2 separate regions of the Xenopus laevis genome follow, and region 2 is linked to region 1. The links are chromatin contacts, called in public Hi-C maps. All regions are on one chromosome and are shown on one strand. Each heading gives the region's core, a stretch centred on a gene start, on an enhancer-like site or on the middle of the called end of the contact. The rest is flanking DNA. Distances are from core to core; before and after follow the strand shown.

Evidence for each region. Hi-C and Micro-C count contacts between places; a contact is called where the count stands out from the background.
Region 2: a contact with region 1 is called in a Hi-C map of the XL177 cell line, with 2.5 times the contacts expected there. The contact joins the enhancer-like site here to the promoter of krt34.S in region 1. A contact is called at or near these places in 2 of 4 Hi-C or Micro-C datasets (the XL177 cell line and the XTC cell line).

Annotation. Positions count from the first base shown.
Region 1 is chr9_10S:1,057,509-1,062,142 of Xenopus_laevis_v10.1, forward strand. It overlaps krt34.S (keratin, type I cytoskeletal 14), which reads left to right and starts at 2,921. Exons shown (of 8, transcript XM_018237680.2): 1 at 2,921-2,975; 2 at 3,006-3,316; 3 at 3,718-3,800; 4 at 4,069-4,225; 5 at 4,378-4,539. The coding sequence starts at 2,921.
Region 2 is chr9_10S:1,194,757-1,199,265 of Xenopus_laevis_v10.1, forward strand. No RefSeq gene overlaps it. Among protein-coding and RNA genes, the nearest start is that of krt12.6.S, 11 kb to the left of the region's middle. Within about 2 kb of position 1,460, at least 1 of the 7 cell types and tissues checked has an H3K27ac peak or open chromatin away from gene starts, as enhancers often do.

The DNA.
Region 1 (4,634 bases), core at 1,671-4,170:
CACAATATCACCTATAGGAGGCAGCTTGACAAATCTCACAGTGATATAATAGGTTAGTCTTGGCTCACAATAAAACCCTCATCACCTCACTTGCCGAGCATCTTGTTAAGGAATAATAACACAACACGATGGCTGAGAAAGTGAATGCTGTCTGGACTGATACCATTGGAGCAAGTGGCCAACCAAATGGAACCAGTAATGAAATATATCATAGTAGATGTGGACATTGGTCTTTTCAAAGTCTGTACAGAGCATCACACCTGATATTTCCCATTCTAAGCACAATACCCATCTACTGTACCTTCACCAGGATTCAAAACAAGAAACTGAATGTTGCATTCAAATACCATTTGCCAAATTTTCCTTCTTTTCTCTGTTACCAATGAAGACAGAAGCTCTATTGTTCCATATCACTGCCAAGCTATGAGCCCATTTCCTTAAGTACACTTGACTTAAACTCATGCTCTTGACACAGCCATAAAGTATGACACATTGCAAACAAATCTGATTAGGATACAAACCTTTATTATGTCTTGAGAGGGCTTCCAGGCAACCATATTGTATAATTCAGCTAACACTTTGCTATAGGTACAGTATAAGGAGTGCTATAAAATTACAATGTGAAGTACTGAAGATGTAGCCTGGAACTATAAATGTAGGGTATTTACTGCAGAGGTGGCTACCATTGGCAGATTAATGACATGTGGCCTTGGCTACATCCACACAGGTCTCCTCTAGGCTACAGCTATGTCCGGAATCATGAAGAACCAGGAACACATGCACCTAAGCGCTCTACCTTGGGTCAAGTTCAGCATTTGCCACCAATGTCATTGGAACTGCATCCATCTTCTCCCAGCAGTTGCACCCCACTGAACCAAATAAAGCTACATATTAAAAGAAAATAGAAATAATAATTGAAAAAAAGCTAGATGGGCACCTGATCTCATTGGGTGCTATAGCCTAGGGGAGCCTGTGCATTAACCTGCTCCTAGAGACTTCTCTAGGAACGAGATGGCAATATTTACTCGAAATTGCTCTCCTAACAAAAAAGCATGAAACGGGAAGTGATACTTGTAAAGGAAATTTCAGGGCAACACCCTCTATAAATCCAAATACATTCCCAGCATTGTTTAAAATATATGTCATAATGGTGAAATGAATGTCCAAAACTCTGTCCAAAAGGGGAGATGATGCGACCCTCTCATGATTTAAAGTTAACCCAACAAAGGCACAGATGTGGTGTAGCTGGGACATAAGTGTACACATATACACTGAATATGAAGATACACGGTGAAAACATTTTAAATTTCTGAGATCATTGAACAATGAAAAAGAAAAACCCTTTACTAGAAGTGAACATAATTGTCCCTGTTGTATACATTATTAACAAGGATCCAATGGTGATCACATGCTCCTGCTCAGCTGGCAGTTGCTTTCCCTTCTGCCTTCACCAGGATAATAAAGAATAATGAAATAGCCCTTCCCCCAATATAAACCCACCTGCCATGTATATATAGAGTTATAATCCCTCTTTTTCTCTTAATAAAAATGCTACTGTCCACCCTATGGCACGCCGTAGTCTCTTTAAAGGAGTAAGACTTGGGATGTCCCATGCCTGCAGCCTGTGCTTGTTCAACAATGACATTATTTTACATTATTTTCGAAAATTTGAGTAACTGTAAGGGGCCAATTCACAAGCTCGAGTGAAGGATTCGAAGTAAAAAAACTTCGAATTTCGAGTCGTTTTTTGTGCTTCTCGACTATTGAATTGGCCTAAATTCGCCTGAGTAGAATTTTTCGAATAGATCGAAACGCTGCGACTATTCGCCATTCGATAGTCGAAGTACTAGATGGAGCGCAAAAACGTTGCGACTATTCGCCCATTCGATAGTCGAAGTACTGTCTCTTTTAAAAATACTTCGACTGCCTACTTCGCCACCTAAAACCCACCGAATTGCTTTAAAAGCCTATGGGAAAGTCCCATAGACTTGTTTTCCAAGTTTTTGATCGAATAAAAAGGCATTCGATCGAATGTAAATCCTTCGAGCGCCTATTCACCTGGTGAATATTCGCCAATTCGACTATTCGCCAGCGCGTAAATTCGCCCGAATTGCCTATTTGATTCTATTCGATTCTATTCTCCAGTCGAATTTCGAGGGATTTAACCCCTCGAAATTCGACCCTTGATGAATTTGCCCCTAAGTGTAATGGAATAGAGGCAAGATTGGACAGGCCTCCATGAGTATCGGAGGGTCTCTTTGTGGACCACAGTCCAATTCAACCACAGTGATCAATTCAACATTGTTCTAACCAAAATTACTAAGTCAGGCCCTGGACATTTACACAAACAATATAGAAATGTACAATTTTGAGGGGAAGTGACACAACTGCTTTTTCTATTACCTATGCTATCAGTCATGGTTAAAACAAACCCCACTAATTACAGCATGCATCATTTTAACTACAGACAAGCTTTTGGGAGTTGAAACCTCCAAACAATAAAATAAACTTTGCAGGGTCACATAAAAGATTTTATGATATTTTTTGTCAGAACCAGCAAAAAAAAAAAAGAAATATTAAATGGGTAACAACCCTGTATAATTATATTCAGGATCAGGTTAAATATTTCCTTAGTGAGCAGATTCCAAAAGAATAATATACTGTAAAATGTCATTTCTTGGGAGGCTGCATCAGCTTTTATGAAAGAAATAAAATAGTGTACTTGGAAAACCCAAAATGGTACATTTTATAGGTAGTGCTTTATGGCTTTTAATACAAAAACTTTATTTTACAGGTTTTCGTACCAGACAAGACTGACGACTGTCAACGCCCAGAGCGGTGATATAAAAAGGCACAACGCGAGCTGATGAGTTACAAGAGGAATTCAGTGGACACATCTAACTAGAGGTTTCCAGTCATCATGAGTGTCAAGCAAAGTCATAGATTTTCATCTGGGTCCGGCTGCTTTGGCGTCAGCCATATACACTCAAGTGGATCGTACAAAGCCCACAGCATGCATGGAGGAGGCTACGGAGGCCTAAGAAGTTCCTTAGGAGGGTATTGTGGCATCGGTGGTGGAAGCATTGGTGGTGGAAGCATTGGTGGTAAAAACGAAGGCATGCTGAATGTCTGCGAGAAAGAAACCATGCAACTGCTGAATGACCGACTGGCAAACTATCTAGGCAGAGTCCGCTCTTTGGAGGAGGAAAACGGTCAGTTTGAGAGGAAGATTAGAGAATGGTATGACAAACAGGTGCCATTCGCCTTCCCCGATTTCAACAACTATTACAGGACTATTGAAGAACTTCAGAATAAGGTACTTTATCATAAACTTTTAGCTTATACTTTTCCTAACATGAGCTTATGGTATGGAAGTCAGCATATGTGTAGCAGGACCCAACATGCGTTGGGGTCCATTATCCAGAAAGCTTTGAAATATGGCAATGCCATTACCCGTACTCTCCTATTTAAAATGAACATTCTTCATTATGATTAATTTGGCTTTGATAATTAATAAAAAGCCAATGCTCTATCTAATGGTCCCTTAGATGAAATAGTATAAATCCATGTTTTTAATGTTGAAATGGTTTTCAGTAGTCTTAAAGCATGGTGCTCCACATTATGGAAAGATCCCATATCTCAAAAGCTCCAGGTTCGAAGCAGGTAACCAAGTTTATACCTGTACGAACCAAAATCCCATGTTTTTACATATTGCAGATTCTCCATGCATGTTCTGGAAATGCCAACCTAATCCTGCAGATTGATAATGCCAGACTGACCTCTGATGATTTCAGGAACAAGTAAGTCATTTTGACTTTTGAGTTGCCTTTAATTTAAAAAAAAAAAGCCATGAGTGAATGCCCTTTGACTATAGGAAATTGCAGGCAGTAGAAGCCATTGCCAAAAGCCACACTTTGTACGATGCCAAATCATATTCCTAAGACCTTTTCCTCCTTTAATAAATCTAAATCTTGGCCATTACAACAAATATTTTATTTACGAAAAAAAGGGACCCCACATTTCCAGATCTGATATTTTTAGTGTTGCTTATTTATTGCCTACTCATAGATTTGAAAGTGAAGCTTCTTTCCGCATGGGGGTTGAGGGAGATATGAATGGCCTTCGCCGAGTCCTGGAGGAGCTCAACATGACCAACAGTGACCAAGAAATGCAGAGACAGAATCTGAACGAGGAGTTGACCTTCCTGAAGAAGAATCATGCTGAGGTAAAGGAGAATAGTGGGAGAGAGACTACTGGTCAGTAGTCCAAGACAACAATCCTGCCATTGTGCAGAAGAACTTATATTTGATAATGATAATACAAAAAAAAATCTCAAAGCCTCATGTCCTCATCCCATGATTGTGTCTATTCATTTAGGAAGTGGGCAGCCTGCGCTCTCAGCTGGGAGCAAGGGTAAACGTGGAAGTGGATGCTGCTCCTGGTGTGGATCTAAACCGAGTTTTGGGCGAAATAAGAGACCAATATGAAACCATAGTGGAGAGGAACAGGAGGGAGGCTGAGAACTGGTTCTTGAACAAGGTGATGACAGTTGCACTGTGGAAGTTGTGATTTAACACTACATATGTTAAAATGTTCCTATTTTTTAGGAATTCATTCTAAAATACATTTTTGCA
Region 2 (4,509 bases), core at 210-2,709, 140 kb after region 1:
CATGATCCAGTCCAGCTTTACTGCTACAGAATTGATGCAAACGTGGTATGGGATTTTCTTTTCGAAGCCTAAAACGAGCGAACCCCCAGTCCTCATTTCTCAAACAAGAAAGGGAAAATAACCCCTTTTCCTGTTACTCCTCTACAGTAGTTACAGTAGAAAGTAGAAGAAAAATGAATAAAAACCCTCAACACCTGACGATGAATGAACTCAGGGCAGGGTACAAAAAAGTTTATGTATGTATGTATGGAAGAAACAGCTCTTTTCACAAACTTTTCACCTTCAGGTGAATAAAATAATGTACACAGTTTCTGCAGATGGTTCAACTATCATGGAATGCAACCAATCTGATGGGCTTTCAAAGAGTTGACAAGTCTAGTTGACTTTGCATTATATTTATCATATTACTGCTCAAAAAGAAAAACTATAGAGGTCCCAAGGTGGAGTGAAGGTGCAATTTGGAATGTTCTTGCACCTGAATACCCTACTAGAGCAACCTGAGTCTTCCTGCAAGAAATCACAAGCCTGTAGCTACACAAGTTCAGAAGATGATATATATCCTTTTTTTTTTTACAGAAAAACACATATTTGTTGTGGCAAATACACTTGGAATTTAGAAATTTTAGTCAATGAGAAACCAGCGATTAGAAGTGTTTTTTCTTTTAGTAAACACACCCAGTATTGTCTCACCCTACAGACTTCATATTGTACGGAGAACAGGCTTAACTGGCTGGGCTACACCTGACCCTTCCCTTATTTAAGTACTTTTCCCTTTAACAAGCAGCTTCAAGCAAATGCCCCACAGCGACAAGCGGTTATTGTAGTGATGTAACCTGAGAATATATGACATTTTTACTACAACCACAAAATGTGTCATCAAAGAGCAGAACCACCTAATAACTTCTACACATTCATTTGCAATTGAATGTAAATGCAAGTTGTTGTTATATAAACAGCACAGTTGTATGTCCCAGTGTTCCGCAACTGTCATAATTCTAATATGGATCATGTTAAGGTGTCCACAACCAATACTGGAGGCTGACTTTCTTGACTATTGGACTATTGGACTAACACCACTAAACTGATATCTTAAGGGGCTTGGAAGGGGAGAAAAATCACATTGAACGAGGAACTTTTGGGGCAGTTTGTGGTTCTGCTCAGACCACCTAGATCTGATTGTTGGTCACAGGGTAAACATTGAGATATCTTAATTTTCACTAATACCTGGTCAGATCACCACTAAGTAGATCAATTACTGTCTGGCCATGGTAAGATTTTCATAAATACAGGTCAGTGACAGTTAGTAGGACACCTTTGCACATGGTTGGATAGCATTTATTTTCCTTCACTTGCCACCCCGATCATCCTAATTAAAGCTGGGATCTTTCTTTTGTGATTTGAAAACCAGTATAAGGTGGAAGGCAATCGTTGCACAAGGACAAGGGAGCCCTGTATTAGGGATAAACTATTTAAGTACAATCATCTGGCACCTCTGCTTTAGATCCTGAATGATGAGCATGGTAGTGGGGTGCCAAGGGATGCCACTGACAGCAGTGCAAAGAGTTGTGCCTATATGTGCATGGAAAAAACAGGGCTAAAAGCAGGCAACCTTTGCACCTGTTTCTTGATTGCACCTTGAAAACACATGGTATATTAGAAAACATTAAGGATTTGATGTGTTTCTTAACAATGATCGGTCCCAAGAAGGGTTAGGGTTAGTCATATATTTTCTGTAGAAATATCTAGAGCAAGTCATTTCAAATATGCTTGGTGGCAATATTACATTTGCATGCCATTCTATTTCTTTTGCAACATAAGTCTTTTGATCTTCTGGCTTGAGGTGACTTTGTTTAAAAATTATTTAACTGGTAACAGGTTTATTGTATGAAGAAAGAATGTTAGTGGCACAAACTCTGCAGCCCAATGAGTGAAGCAACCTGCCAATATTGTGCTGTGAGTGCATTACATGATACCACCCAACAGACTAAACTCTTGTTGTGATCCATGGTTAAACTTGGCATGAAATGCCCTTGCCACCACTCTCTGGCCAAAGTGCCACCAAGCTCTACCGTCCTATCAGATATAAGACACAGAGGACCAAGGTGGTAGAACCAGATCTTCTAGATCTCAAGGGCAAGACATTGAAAAATCTCCCTTCTATAAAAATTCTTGAGAAAACACAAGAGTACTCCTACCCTCAGACTCCGTAGACAACACTGTAGGGTCAGCTTCTCAAAGTTATACTGGAGTTCAGTAACTGTAGAGTTGCATGGGTACATGTTCTATAGTTATAATAATATCCAGAAACTTCAGCAGTGCCCCCTGATTTCTATTTCTGATCCAGATGCTTTGCCAGCATTCTTGGCCCCAGTGCCACTGTAGTGGTTACGCCATAAAATTCTCCTTCAATGACATCCAAGTTCATGGTTGGCACAGATGGCATCAGTACAGGGTTGCAATTATGTCTTTAAGGTATTTCGATTTTTTAAAACATTATATGATTTAATTGCTATAATAAAAGAGCAAGCAACATGATTTTGCAATCTCAGAGGTGTGCATAATTTAATGCCCCCATAGATCTTCAGATGTTAAACTACAGCTCCCAATCTCACACCATTGTGTATGTGAGTTTGGTATTTTCTCCGTTATTGTGGTGCGGGACTGAACAAGAAATCCGACAAGAGTGATTAGCGTTAAAGGTTCTGTTGGGATCTGGGTGAACGCCAGGGCTTTCTACAGGAATCTTATTGAGCCTAGCCTGTGACTGTAGTAATAATGTTAAGGAAATCACCCTACTTTTCAAATCAAAGTTAAATTACATATAATCATGTAAAGACCTTGAAATACTTTTAAGACCCCAGAATTAATGTCAAAGACAGAGAAGGTGTGATAGTCACATGCTCCAGGACTGGCCAGTAGGAGAGAACTAAGAATGGGAAAAAGCACCCTGTATGCACCCCTCATTGATGCTTCAACATGACCCATTGATACTGGGTGATTTTGGGGCTTCAACCTTAAGGTCTCTTAAGACCATAACCCTTGGACACATGAACACAGTGGTTTCTCTCATGACAATTTTGATTTAGGATTTAATCATTTTATATGCCAGGCTTTCCTTTCATTGAGTGCCCATGGGATGATCCATTCAGTCCCCAGCTGCCCCAAGTAACCTGCATATCAGATCAAATGGGAGTGATGTGCAATGCCATCATCAGGTGCTGGGGACCACAAGGGTAAAGGGTTTGGTTTTATTTGGTATTTTGGTACATTTCCAAATGAATGGGCCCAGGAGTGACGTCACTTCCGGTCTGCGGTGACAGCGCTTTCAGGTTTCGCAGGTCCTGGGTCGGAAGGTTAGTTTAACTTATAGGGTCTGGGTAGTGGCTCTGGGTTAGGGGCTGGGGTGTAACTATAAAAGAAGCAGACCCTGTCGCTGCAAGGGGACCCAGGAGTTTAAGGAGCCCCATGAGGCCCTAATTCATATACATTTTGAATAAATACTGGTAAAACAAGTAGAATAATTTGCTGTGCCCAGTAATATCTAGTTACGCCACTGGTTAGGGGTCGGGCATGGGTCGGCATGGGACCTTCCAATTGGACCTGTGCTGGACTCTATTGCAGTGTATTTTCATTATTTGTTTTCTGGTAAAAGTTAGGAAAATATAGGAAATTCTGCAGAAACAACAAGTAACTTTCTGTCTGACAGATTTATTTACTGTGTGAGAAAATGAAGCCACAAATGAATCATAAAAGCAGTAATTCTCATTCCAGACACTCCCTCGCTGCCCAATAAATACTTGGGCCCAGGCTGAGTGCAAGTGCAGTGCATGCTGGTCATAGGTTGCTCCTGGCCACGGCCCATAGAGAGAAGGTAGAATAGAATAAAGAGATTAACAAGCAAACTATATATATATATATTAAGACATATAGTAATGCCAACATGAAGCCATCTTTTATTTTAATGAAAATAAATAACATATAACATTTGGGTCCCCTTGTGACATACTGAACACTATGAAATGTTTTTTAGGGTCTCAGCAAAAGCTGTGCCACCCAGAGTTGCGTCCCTATACCCCCTGGATGTCATTTAGATGCTTGACTATGTGCTCCTATGTGGTGCCGATAAATGTAATGCAACGCCTTGCACCTATGATATCCCTTCAGGACCCCAATACAACATTTCTGGGGGACTGTGTTGCAGAATGATCCTTTTTGGACAATGTGTCCTACAAACAATGACCACATGTTCAAATGTGGGGGAGAATGCTTGTTTCTATAAATGGAGGACTGTAAGTATCAGTGTGGCATTTTATTAACAATACAGAGAGCTATTACTTGACCATAAGTAGTAATTTAGATTTTAACCAAGTGTTTACTTAGCTCTTCACATACATATTGGTGGTTCTACAGCAAACTGTAAGCACTCAGCCTGCCCTTGTGTTTCAATGGCCATGGATCCCACTTGTTACTTCTAATACCCTTTGATACTTTTATAGAGAGTATAATGTA